2 separate regions of the Mus musculus genome follow, and region 2 is linked to region 1. Evidence: chromatin contacts called from public HiChIP or PLAC-seq data. All regions are on one chromosome and are shown on one strand. Each heading gives the region's core, a stretch centred on a gene start, on an enhancer-like site or on the middle of the called end of the contact. The rest is flanking DNA. Distances are from core to core; before and after follow the strand shown. Region 1 has its middle 36 kb from the start of Erbin. Region 2 holds the start of Nln (neurolysin (metallopeptidase M3 family)).

Region 1 (5,634 bases), core at 1,104-3,603:
ATTTTTTCAGGACTACAATATATTAAGTTTTTATTTTGACAGAGAACGGTCTGAACAGCAGATAACAAACCAACTTTAAGTCATTAACAGACACTACATGGATAACATTTCCTAGCAAGGAATACTGCACACATAACTTTTTAATTACACTCAGATCGAATTCACCTTTAAACCTCACAGGTTTCTCTAGCAAGGCTGCATAAGCTGCAATTAAAATAGAGAAGACTTGCAAAATCTCATCCCTTCACCCAAAGGTCTAGAATGAAGGATTTGAAAGCTTTGTGTTCTCATTGGATGTGACTGTTAGAGGTTCTGATTTTAATTGCGATAACCACCTGGGAGGAGAATAGGTTAAAATTAGTAATTGCTTTAATTTTAGTTCTTAAACAAAATTACTTTCTAACCTCCCATTGGGTAGGAACAGTTAAAAAAAAAAGTAAAATGTGCAGGAAGGATCCATTCTTCTCTGGAGTCACTAACAGTCTCTGCAAATGCATCGCTCCATGTCAACAATTCATTCTGACTATTGGAATACGACAAGGCACAAACGAACGGTTTTAGTTTAAGTGGGAGAGATTTAAAAATAATTGGCTCCCTGCCCCCACACTCCTTTTCGCTTCTACTTCTTTAGTCCACATTTAAGGATATTTAGGGGGAAAAGATCAACCACTCGCCTAGAGCCTCTAGTACTGCTTCAGTGTTCAAGCCCAAGCCTGTGGCTTGAGAGCTGCCTTCTCCAGCACCAACACGTCCCTGTCTCAAATGCTCTACCCCCACCCCACCCCCATGTTTCTTGAACTTGCAAATTTATTCTTTGCACTTGCTATTTCTTCCAACACAGTTATTCTTCCCACATCTCTTTATCTGCCTCCCTCCTTGTTACCAGTCAGGACTCAGCTCAGACGGCCCTTTTTCAAAGAGGACTTCCCTGAATCTGTAGAGAAAGCAGCGCGCGCACACACACACACACACACCCCGTTGCGGCAGCATTGTTGCACCATCCAGACTGCATCCTGTAAGCTAATCACTACATATTATACAACAGATACTCTTTCAGTTCTGTCCCTTTAGAAGACTCTGACTAAAACCTGTGGTGTACTAGAAACCCTTTCCTTCTGAAGCGTCTACAAAGTTCTGGGAGAAAGAGAAACTTCCTAAGCAGCCTGTCATTGTGAGGGACAAATTCTTCCGAGGACGAGCTTCAAGGAAGGCTGAAGGTATTAGGCGAGAGAGGAGGTCATTAAATGCTAACAATTCATTTTTAAAGGAAAAAAAAAGAGAGAAGATTTACTTTTGCCTAGTTTATAACTCATTTAGAGGATGAAGTAGCTTCGGTCAGACTGGGAATTAAAGGGCTGGTAAAGCTCATTTGGTAAAGGGTTTGCTCTGCAAACCAAAGGACCCAAGTTCATGCCTAGAACCACAAAACCAACCAGGTGCAGCAGCACACACTTCTGATCCCAGTAGAGACAGGCAGATCCGTGGGCTCACCAGATCTCCACACCAGCCTACTTGGCCAGTTCCAGGCTAGTGAAAGTCCCTGTCTCAAGAACCAAAGTGAGTGGCATAAGGAATGGCATTAGAGGTACACACACATACACACACATACCACACACATACACACAAACACACACTACACACATACACAACACACACGCATACACACACTACATACATACACACACTACACATACACACAAACAGACTACACACACACAAACATATACTCTACATATACACAAACACTATACACATACACACAAACACACCACACACATACATACAAACATACTACACACTTAGACACAAACACACCACAATTTCACAGACCTTTGTTAAAGCCAGGACACCTGACTGTAGGATGGGGTCAGTCTAGGCCATGAAAATCAAGGTCCTGATTTCCCCAGTCTGGCCTAGGCCTGAAGGTTTACTTGATAATCCAGTCAAAGTAACCCAAGCTTTATTTGTAACAGCTCTAGCAGCCAGGGAGCCTGTCACTTCTGTGACTTCATTCATCACTCAGTCAGTAGGAAATGAGAGCTTACTGGTTCCAGGCCTCTACCCTGTCTTTTACAAGACCTTTAAGCTATCACCTTACCAGGGATGTTAAAGTAAACAAGACACCCTGTTTGTCAGTAGGGAGCTACCAATCTACTAAGGGTGGCAAAAACAATCAGAAAATCAAAATCCACTGTGTAATAAACTCTAATAGGAGTAAGTATGGGGTGCTGTGGGAATAGAGGGCGACCCCTTACTCAGTCTAGAGTAGACAGTTGCAAGAGAACTGTGGGGTTTGCACTGAGATCCGATACTGCGGGTAGCTGATAACGAGGATCTGGTGATACAGAGAACGCTTGGTCTGTTCCAGATGGTGAGTGTGTCGCAGTATATGCAAAGACCAGGAAATACCAGAGCACACAGAAAGAAACTCATTGTTGCTGCAGCTGTGGTGGGGGAAGGGATACTGGAAGAGGTGAAGCTGTAGAAACAGGTGGACAGAGCAGATCGTGAACGTCTATGGGTTGAGAAATTTGGACTTAATCCTGAAGGCAGTGACCATTATATATTAGCAGGAGAAAGGTGAGCTTGGGTTGTGATTTAGAACAACCATTCTAGCTACTGTGTGTAGACTGGATCTCTGAGGACAGACTGAAGGCAAGGAGGGGATTTTGGACTCTTTTGCTATGATGAAGGTGAGACATTAGAGTAGCTTGGACTGTTAATGGCTGTAGTGATGGAGAGAAATGGCTGGAAATCTGTCTAATTGGCAAAATGTGTAAGACTTGGCATTCAGGTGAAGGGATGTTGAACAGGGGTGGGTCAAAGGCGACAGGTGGTACAGGTAGAAAATTAGGTAGGAAACTGCAGATTAGAGAAGGATGTGAGAAGGAAATTAATACAGGGCCCATGAGGTTCTTCTCGTGTAGCTGATAATATGTCAGCCAGCACTCTGGAAAAGAGTTTGGAAAAAGATGTGGGGGCTTCAATCCACTCATATAGACTTGGTGACTGGAGCCACAAGAACAAATCAAAATCTGCTAAGCTGCAGGAGAAAACAACCCAGAAGTTCCTCAGAGGTGAACTGATTTCTTCAAGAAGATCAACTAAAGAAAAATAGAACTATGCTGTGACTAAGATTTATAAGAGGTCTGGAAAGATGGTTTAGATGCAGTTAAGAGCACTCATTCCTCAATTAGAAGGGCCAAAGGTTGGAACCCAGCACCCATATAACAAGCCAAGTATCCCCTAAAGTCTTGTAATTCCATCTTTGAGGGATCTAACACTCTTTTCTGGCCTCGGTGTATGCACATCTATGTGTACCTGTACAAACATGTATGCATGAACACAGAGGTTTAAAAAAGGAAAAAATAAACAAAGCCTTATAATATTCCATACCTGTAGATCCTTGCAAGTAGAAAGTAGAGGTAGGAAGACAAGACATCTGCAGGCATTCTTGAATCCATAGCAAGTTCCAATCAGCCTAGGTTATGTAAGACTCTATTGAAGAAGAGAAGGAAGAGGAGGAGGAGGAGGAGGAGGAGGAGGAGGAGGAGGAGGAGGAGGAAGAAGAAGAAGGAGGAGGAGGAGAAGGAGGAGAAGGAGGAGAAGGAGAAGAAAAAGAAAAAAGGGGGGGAGAATTATTATTGCTATCAGAATTTAACCCCCCCCAAGATGGCTCAAAATTGAAATAAACAACTAGGAGAAGTGTCTGGTGGTGGAAAAAATCTTTGTGATTACTTGAGGGAATTTATGATCATTTCTGTTTCTTCTAAACCGTTGCAAATGCTGGCTTTCTCTCAAGGTGACACTTTTGTACCTCCCTTTGGCCAGAGTGTAGATACTTTCATCAAAAAGTGAAAAGCTGAAGTTAGCTTTGCTTTCCTGGAAGTGCTGTTTTACAGACGTTTGTTTTAGTTTCTTTATGAGAAGGCACTGTGGTTTGAACAAGTACACTCAGAAAGCCCAGTATTAAAGGCTTGGCCCTGGAGGTGCTATTGGGAGGTAGTAGAACCTTTAGGATGGGGGATCTAGAAAGAGGTTTTTGATCCCAGGAGGCATGGCCTTTACAGGGACTGTGGGACATTGGTGTCTTCTCTTTATTTTACTTCCTGCATGCCTTGAGGTAAGCAGCTTTAGGCACGGCGTGCTGCAGCCATGACATACTGCCTTGTCACAGACTCAAGGGCAATTGGACCAATGACTATGGACTGAAACTAAGAAACAGAGCTTTCCTTCCCTCTCAAGTTTACAGTGGGCTGGGGAGATGGCTCAGCATATAAGAACACTGTCTGCTTTTCCAGGAGACAGAAAGAAGATCTATCCCCAGCAACCGCAGGGAAGTTCACAACTGCTCATAGCTTCAGTTCCAGACACTGTGCATGCAGGTGGTACTCAAACATACATGCAGGCAAAGCATCCATATAGATCAAAAACAAGTATATTTTAAATAAACAATAAAGTAATAATCCAACTTAAAAAATGGGCAAAAGAGTCAGATGACATTTCTGGAAAGAAGATACACAAATCGCATGTGAAGTGCTCAACATCACTAACCATCAGGGAAATGCTAATCAGACTCCAGTGTGCTATCACCTCTCTCCAGTTCGAATGGATGGCCGGAGAGCAGAATTTTCCAATATCAAAGCCAGCTTTACTACTGTGCCCTGAATACAAACATACCCTCAACCAAAGGAAACATCCTAGTGCCTTCCTTCCTGGAATTCAATAAGATAATGTTCACAAGCCAAGCTCTAGTAGCATGTTTTCATAAACTATCCTTTTCTATCATTCCTGTCAGTTCAGTCCCCATTTGTAAAGTATGACAATCTTATTTTTCAACACACAATTAAACACTGTTCCTTTCTCCCGAATGTAATTGATTTCAGCGTTCACTCATTCCAGAGCCTGTGCTAACTTCTGGAGCTACAATCATTAGTTTGTGGCAATGTCACTGTTTGCATAAAGTTGAGGATCTTGAATAGGAACCGGGTAGCAAAACACTGCACAGTGAAGCAGGGGACAATGGGAAGAAGCGCCACCGTGTGCGCGGTGGCACAGGGCATGGTCTCTTGACCTGGGCTGAGAGCTTTGGTGAGGCTCCGGAAGATGCCATACCAGAGACAACAGAATAGATGAGACTTAGCTAGGTGATGCCGGGGCTACAAACTGTTCCAGAAAGGTCATAATGAGTCCCAAGAAAGGAAATGCTGGAGTAGAGAATGGGAGAGCACCCAGAGATGACGATGAGTGGCCAGAAGCTACAGAAAGACTCTGTAAGCCATATAAAGAAGTCTTCCCTTCTCCCTGAAGACATGCAAAGGCCTGATTGGCCATGACGTGACCACATTGCTGGCCCAACTGTGGAGGAGATCCTCTTGGGAAAAAATGAGGAGGGGTGGGTAAGATCGTGTTCTTGGACAAGGCTGTGCTTGTGGTCAGCAGAACAAGGGTGCTGGCTTTCATCTGTCATCCTCATGGGAAACCCAGGCAGGAAAGTGTAAGTTTGAAGTCCACCTTAACTACATAGTGAGACCCTGTCTCACAAAGAAAAAAGAAAAAAAAAAGCATATATCTTTCCCCTGGATGTTGATAAAGTCAAGGGTAAAATGATATCATTTTAATTAAGCAATTATT
Region 2 (6,042 bases), core at 683-3,182, 150 kb before region 1:
AGGAAAATAGGGGGAAATCTTTGAAGTATAGATTTGAATGTAAACATCAGCTTTGTTACATGGTAGCCGTTCTGCTGCTTAAACAATCTAATTTCCTAGTCTGTTCATTGGGGATAATGTTCCCATGATGAAAAACTTCCCTAAAATATGAATGACATACTTCTGACAGTAATTTTTCAGTAGACAAATAGTCCTATTTCCTATTAGTTAAAACAAACCTCAAAAAATGGAAATAACATATCTAGTTAAGCCTCTCAACAAAATATTCTGATTTTGTTATTAAAAACCATAAGCTTTGGATTGTAGCTATTTTAGTATTTCTTTACAAAATTAGGACACAAACAATAGGTGCCTACCTTCCAAACTTTCTTGTTCATCAGAAGTATATGCATCCATCTGACTTTGTTCCCGCAAGAAACGAATAACTGCATAAACTAGGGGCTTCACAGATGACATTTTAGACGCTTAAATATCTCCTTGATTAAAAAAGAAGAAGAAAATAACAAGGGTCATCCACCAAGTTCAAAGCAATAAAAGCAAAAATATTCATTACCTTGATTACTTTTCTCTCTTTAAAGGGTCCAGAAAGCACAAGTGGTTATAGTCATGTATTCCACATGCTCATTCAGACCCAGCACTATTCAACTATGTTAAAGCTTGCATCAGTAAAAAAATAAAAATAACAAAGACAGATTTTCAAAACATGTGTAGCAACGCCTAGAGCTCACCGTGTCTTAACAGCATATATGATACAGATACAAGAAAGTATAGGAGTGCAGACATATGGAGAATCACCCTTGAAAGGCCTCGCTTCTAAGTTGAGGGAGATCTCGTACTGCTGACTCAGAATGTGAGCCATAGTGAGAGCATCTTCCTTTATTCCAAGAGATTTTTTTTAATGTATTAATCATTTATACTCTACTACTTTTGTAGGTTAAGAGTCACTTGCTGACGACAAGGCTCTGTGGAAAGGTTATTCAACCATTGAGTGTTATTGTTAAAACCCGGCGTTTCTATTTAATCAGTACACTGGTCAGAAATCACCGTCTAACCCGATAGATAGTACAAACCGATCTGCCCCTGCCTGCAGTAGCTGTGCTCTCGTGGACAAGCTGGAAGCTCCTGGCCGCGTTCATTCACATGGAATACTATGCATCCAAACAGTGGCGCAGGGCCAGGTGGCATTAATGGCTTATTTCCACTAAATCGTATCAGCAATCTGCTCCCCGGGATCCCTAATTCACAGCCAGGGTGTGGTACCCGCTTCTAGGATGTTTATTAGCTTTGTACTTCTTTTAAAGGCGAATCTACTCCCTAGGCCAGAGAGGTTATTTCACTCTCTGACTAAGGACCCGGGGCAGAAGAGGGAAACAGAATGGGGGTGGGGAGAGCTGTCCAACCTCCTCCAAGCTTCCCCTCCTACATCTCCAATCACATCCACCTCCCACCCCCATGGTTCCCTCCCCGTTGTACCCCGGCTTTGCCTCAGCCCAGACAGTGTTTGCAGGGGGTGCGCGGTGCAGGCCTCCATCTGGGGCTGCGGGAGACGCACCCTTTCCAGAGAGAAGCCCCTTACCACGAGAGGACACGAGATGACGGCTGCGGGCCCGGGGGCGTCGGGAAGCGGGTCCGCCTGTCCCCGCGGTCCTCGGGGCTTGAGCGGTGTTCTGGATCGCAGAGGGGGCCACGGCTCCCAAACTTCCCCCGCTCCAATGCTGCCGCCGCCGCCGCCCCCTCAGCCCACCCGGCTGCTCGCAAGGCTCTCGGACGACAGTGCTTGCTGGATCCGCCCCAGGGGCGGAGCAGGGCACGGAGGGGTGGGGTGGAGGCGGGGCAGAGAGAGGGGCGGGGCGATGGACTCGGGGCGGGGACGGAGCCGGATGCGGGGCGGGGCTAGGGGCGGGGCCACGGCGTAGGCGTGGGCCTGCAGCACGTGGGAGGGCGCTGGCTAGCGGCCTCAGTCTCGAGATCTGGTCTGCTCCGCTCTGCCCGCTCTCGGCTTCCGGGCTCGCAGACTCCACCGCCCGCCTCCTGCACCTACCAAGCCGGAGGACCACGCGCCAGCTGCTGCCGGCCTCCCGGCCTGCCCATGATCACCCTGTGCCTTTCGGCTCTGCGAGGCCTCCACAGGTACTCTAGTGGGCGGGTTAACCTTGACCGTGGGCAAGGGTGGGGTCGTCTGTCGACGACAGCCGTGGGGCCTGGTGCAGCCCTACTACACCCACCCAGGATGCCTCTGGGACTGTTCTTTCCCTCTGCCTGCTTGATGGACTCTGTAGGGACACCTGGTGCAGCAACCTGGGGCCACCTTTCCCTTGCCGCTTCCCCCAGGAGGCCGTCCTTTCCCCTTTGTTTGGGATTGCTTCAGCCGCAGTCTGTGAGAATTGTTGGGTTCACAGACCCAACCCAAAATAAATACGGAAGGATAGACCGACGCGCCCTTCAGACCTGCGGACCTGATACAGAGAGTGCCGCAGCTGTGGACTCCAGAAAGCAAGCATTTTCGTACGCACCTCATGCACTTGTTAGCGGTCCAGGCGTTTAATATACACCCGAGACCGCTTTGGTTTTCATACTTATTTCCGTCCTTGCTTTCTAACTTCATTTTTATATCCCTCCTTCCTTAAAACATTCGATCTCTTAACCTGGCAAATTGACTTGGTCCAGAATTGTTGCTTGGACACGGTTTGAATTGCTTCCTAGCGCTCTAACCACACCCCTCTGCAACAGACCAGTAGCAAAATGGTGAGAGAATTAAATTCTTTGCACGGATATGCCGGGTTTTCGGGAACAAAGCCGCCACCACCTCCCATTGCCAAATCTGCCTTACACTGAAATTTCATGTGAAAGTTCAACGGGGAAAAAAGAACTTTGTGGGGTTTGTAGATGTGCACACAACTATTTCAACCATCAGCATTTCTGCTTTTCGTCATTTTCTATTGTGCTTTGCCACTCATCTGCGTGGATCACTGTGTTCCTTAGCCCTTGTGCACCCAGGGGACAATAGTGATTCTTCAGAGTTCACCTGATGACTGTGACCATTATTTGAGCAAGGTTTGTTGTTTTCTGGTCTCCAGGCTGGAAGTGGTAAAGCTGTCAAATGAAGTTCTTTTTTCCATTTAATGGAAAGCAAGAAGAGAGAATAAATTTCCATTATAACGCTGCTAGCTCTCTTTTCTAACTTTTTAATATTAAGACCCCTTTACCTTTAAAAATTGCTGAAAACCTAGGAACATTAATTTTGTTGTTGTCGATTATATCTACCGATAGTTAACCATATACAATTAAAACTGGGACATTCGGGCTGGAGAGATGGCTCAGTGGGTAAGAGCACCCGACTGCTCTTCCGAAGGTCCAGAGTTCAAATCCCAGCAACCACATGGTGGCTCACAACCATCCTTAACGAGATCTGACTCCCTCTTCTGGAGTGTCTGAGGACAGCTACAGTGTACTTACATATAATAATAAATAAATAAATCTTTAAAAAAAAAACTGGGACATTCATAAAGATTAATGTTTATCAAGTAGTAATAAATATATGCGTATTTTTCCATTTATCTTGTCAGTGGATGCTGGAGTGACTTAATACAAAATGGCTTGATTACTACACATACCTGTACATTTAAGCTGTTTCTCCATTTTATTTTGATTTAAGAAGGAAAACCTTACTTCACATTCATATATAGGTAGAAAGAGAAGAATTTTTTTAAGCTTTATTTATTTTATTTATATGAGTATACTGTAGCTGTCTTCAGACACACCAGAAGAGGGCATCAGATCCCGCTACAGATGGTTGTGAACCATCATGTGGTTGCTGGGAATTGAACTCAGGACCTCTGGAAGAGCAGTGAGTGCTCTTAACCACTGAGCCATCTCTCCAGCCCAAGAGAAGAATATTTTAATAGCTTTCTAAAGTAACCATGGTCAGTGCTTGGTTTTTTAAGGGTGAGCTGCAGAGTAGAGTTCGGGGCGTGTACCACTGACTCTACTTATGCTGCTATGCTAAGTTCACTTGGTGTATCTTTAAATTGGGAGGGTACTCTGCATAATTTTGAAACTCCAGTCACAGTTCATTTGGGAATAAGTGGCTGTGCTATGGAGTTTTTCTGATGTTGACCTATTTTATTACATACTGTCTAATGTTACATTCCTCAGGGTTACCATCCATTTTTATTAGAAGTCTTCAAGTGCTCACTGTAGTAGATCCTATTCTCCAACATTCTAGTTTTCATTGGAAGCCTGGAATTTTATTAGTGACTACATCCTTGTATTTTTCCTTGAAGTGACAGTCTCACTTGATTACTTCAATGGGGATAGCTTTGCTTGTTTGCTTGCTTGTTATTTTGTTTGTTTTGTTTTGTTTTTGAGACAGGGTCTTGCTCTATAAAGCCCAGGCTGGCCTTGAATTCACAGTCCTCATGTCTTAGCCTCCCAGTTGCTGCGATAACAAGTATGATCCACCTCACACACCTACTGGCATTCTAAACCCACAATTCTTGTTGTGCTGGAATTGAACCCATAGACTATAACTGGATGGACAAACAGAATAATTCTGATTTGTTTGTCATTAAAAATAGTATTATAATCAAGTATAGCAACACACTCCTGTAATCTCAGCGTTGAAGACATGGACAATAGGATCAAGAGTTGAAGGCCAGCTCAGCGTATGTGGTAAGACCCAGTATCAAACAAATTTGTTAATTTCTTAAAAAAAAAAAGGTATTCAATGAAAAGAAAGGGAGGAGAAAAGGTGTTTTTTGGCTCACAGTTCATTCACTTTGACAGATGCTGTGATTTGTGCAGTCAGTTCCACTGGAACACCATTGTTCAGAGGTGTATGTGTCTGGCCGTACGTCCACAGTGAAGAGTTGAGGCTTAATAAACAGTAGTTAGTGCAAGAGTATCCTAAAATACAACTGAGATTCTTTTTAGCAGGAGTGTGAGGCCTTGAATTTGTCTACCAATGTTAGTAATAGTTTTAAGTGCAAAGATGGCAACAGTTTTATACACCATTGGTTTCATTATCGCCACAAAGATCTATGAAGCAAAAATCGTATTATAAGCTTCAGTATTCTGGAACATTCTGCACCTCATGTTTTCCCTGACCTGGTCTCAGGGTCCACTCTACAAACCTGTGGCCTTATTGTTTGCCTTCCAAGTGTGGAAAACTGCTTATATACTCAGCATTGACTGACTCTTCATTCATGCATGCAAAGAAATAAATATATAAAAAGCCTCAAAATTGTTATCTTCTTAGAAGTTAGTAATATGCCAGGTATGGTGGTATGTGCCTGCTATCTCAGCATGTGATAGCTTGAGGGAGGAAGATTATGAGTTCCAGGCTATCCTGGGTCTCAGAGTAAAACCCGCCTCGAAGAAACGGGGGGGGGGGGGGGCGGCGCGTAGAAAGGAGTGGTTAGTATTAGTAATCTACTGTAAGTATATTAACTCGTATGTCACTTGAAGACGTAGATAATAGTCACTGTGGTGGTTTGAATGGGACTGGCCCCCATAGGCTCGTATTTGAATACTATTTGAGAAGGATTAGGAAGGGCTGCCTTGTTGGAATAGGTGTGGTCTGGTAGAAGGAAATGTATTGCTGGGGGTTGGCTTTGAGGTTTCAGAAGTCCATGCCAGTCAGCCTCTCTTCTACCCTCCCCCTCTCTCTGGATCAGGTTAGATCTCAACACTACACCTGGCTACCACCACGATGATAATGGACTAAGCCTCTGAAACTGTAAGAAAGCCCCCAATTAAAGTTGTCTTGGTCTTGGTGTCTCTTCACAGCAATCCAGCAGTGACTAGGACAGTCATCATATACAGAAGTAGTCCTTAACTTTGAGCTTAAATGACTAATATAGAATCTGTTGTTTCAAATGCTACCCTCCCCAAAAAGTTGATAGTAAGTAACATGTGAGGCTTCTGTTGTCTTTTTCCTGTTTACTCTGGTATTTGGGCATATCTGGGCCAGGTCTTTTTGTTTGTTTGTTTTACAGAGGTAGGGTATATGTTTTCTTTCCTATTGGCAGAGCAGCTGTATGT

What was found. HiChIP or PLAC-seq counts read pairs in DNA pulled down with a chosen protein or histone mark.
Region 2: an H3K4me3 HiChIP or PLAC-seq map of the SCID.adh cell line shows a contact between it and region 1, with 12 read pairs. The contact joins the promoter of Nln here to the enhancer-like site in region 1. A contact is called at or near these places in 1 of 15 datasets of contacts at CTCF or cohesin (the NIH/3T3 cell line), 2 of 484 Hi-C or Micro-C datasets (Th1 cells and extraembryonic endoderm stem cells), 3 of 115 datasets of contacts at active chromatin or transcription factors (the SCID.adh cell line, bone marrow-derived macrophages and embryonic stem cells) and 2 of 9 other capture datasets (adipose tissue and liver).

The regions. Positions count from the first base shown.
Region 1 is chr13:103,954,145-103,959,778 of GRCm38.p6, reverse strand. No RefSeq gene overlaps it. Among named protein-coding and RNA genes, the nearest start is that of Erbin, 36 kb to the right of the region's middle. Within about 2 kb of position 2,353, at least 51 of the 459 cell types and tissues checked have an H3K27ac peak or open chromatin away from gene starts, as enhancers often do. A contact at or near this core is called in the SCID.adh cell line, where this site is marked.
Region 2 is chr13:104,105,504-104,111,545 of GRCm38.p6, reverse strand. Nln (neurolysin (metallopeptidase M3 family)) reads left to right here and starts at 1,932. Exons shown (of 13, transcript NM_029447.2): 1 at 1,932-2,130. The coding sequence starts at 2,090. It overlaps Sgtb (small glutamine-rich tetratricopeptide repeat (TPR)-containing, beta), which reads right to left and starts at 1,805. Exons shown (of 11, transcript NM_144838.2): 1 at 1,577-1,805; 2 at 357-476. The coding sequence starts at 456.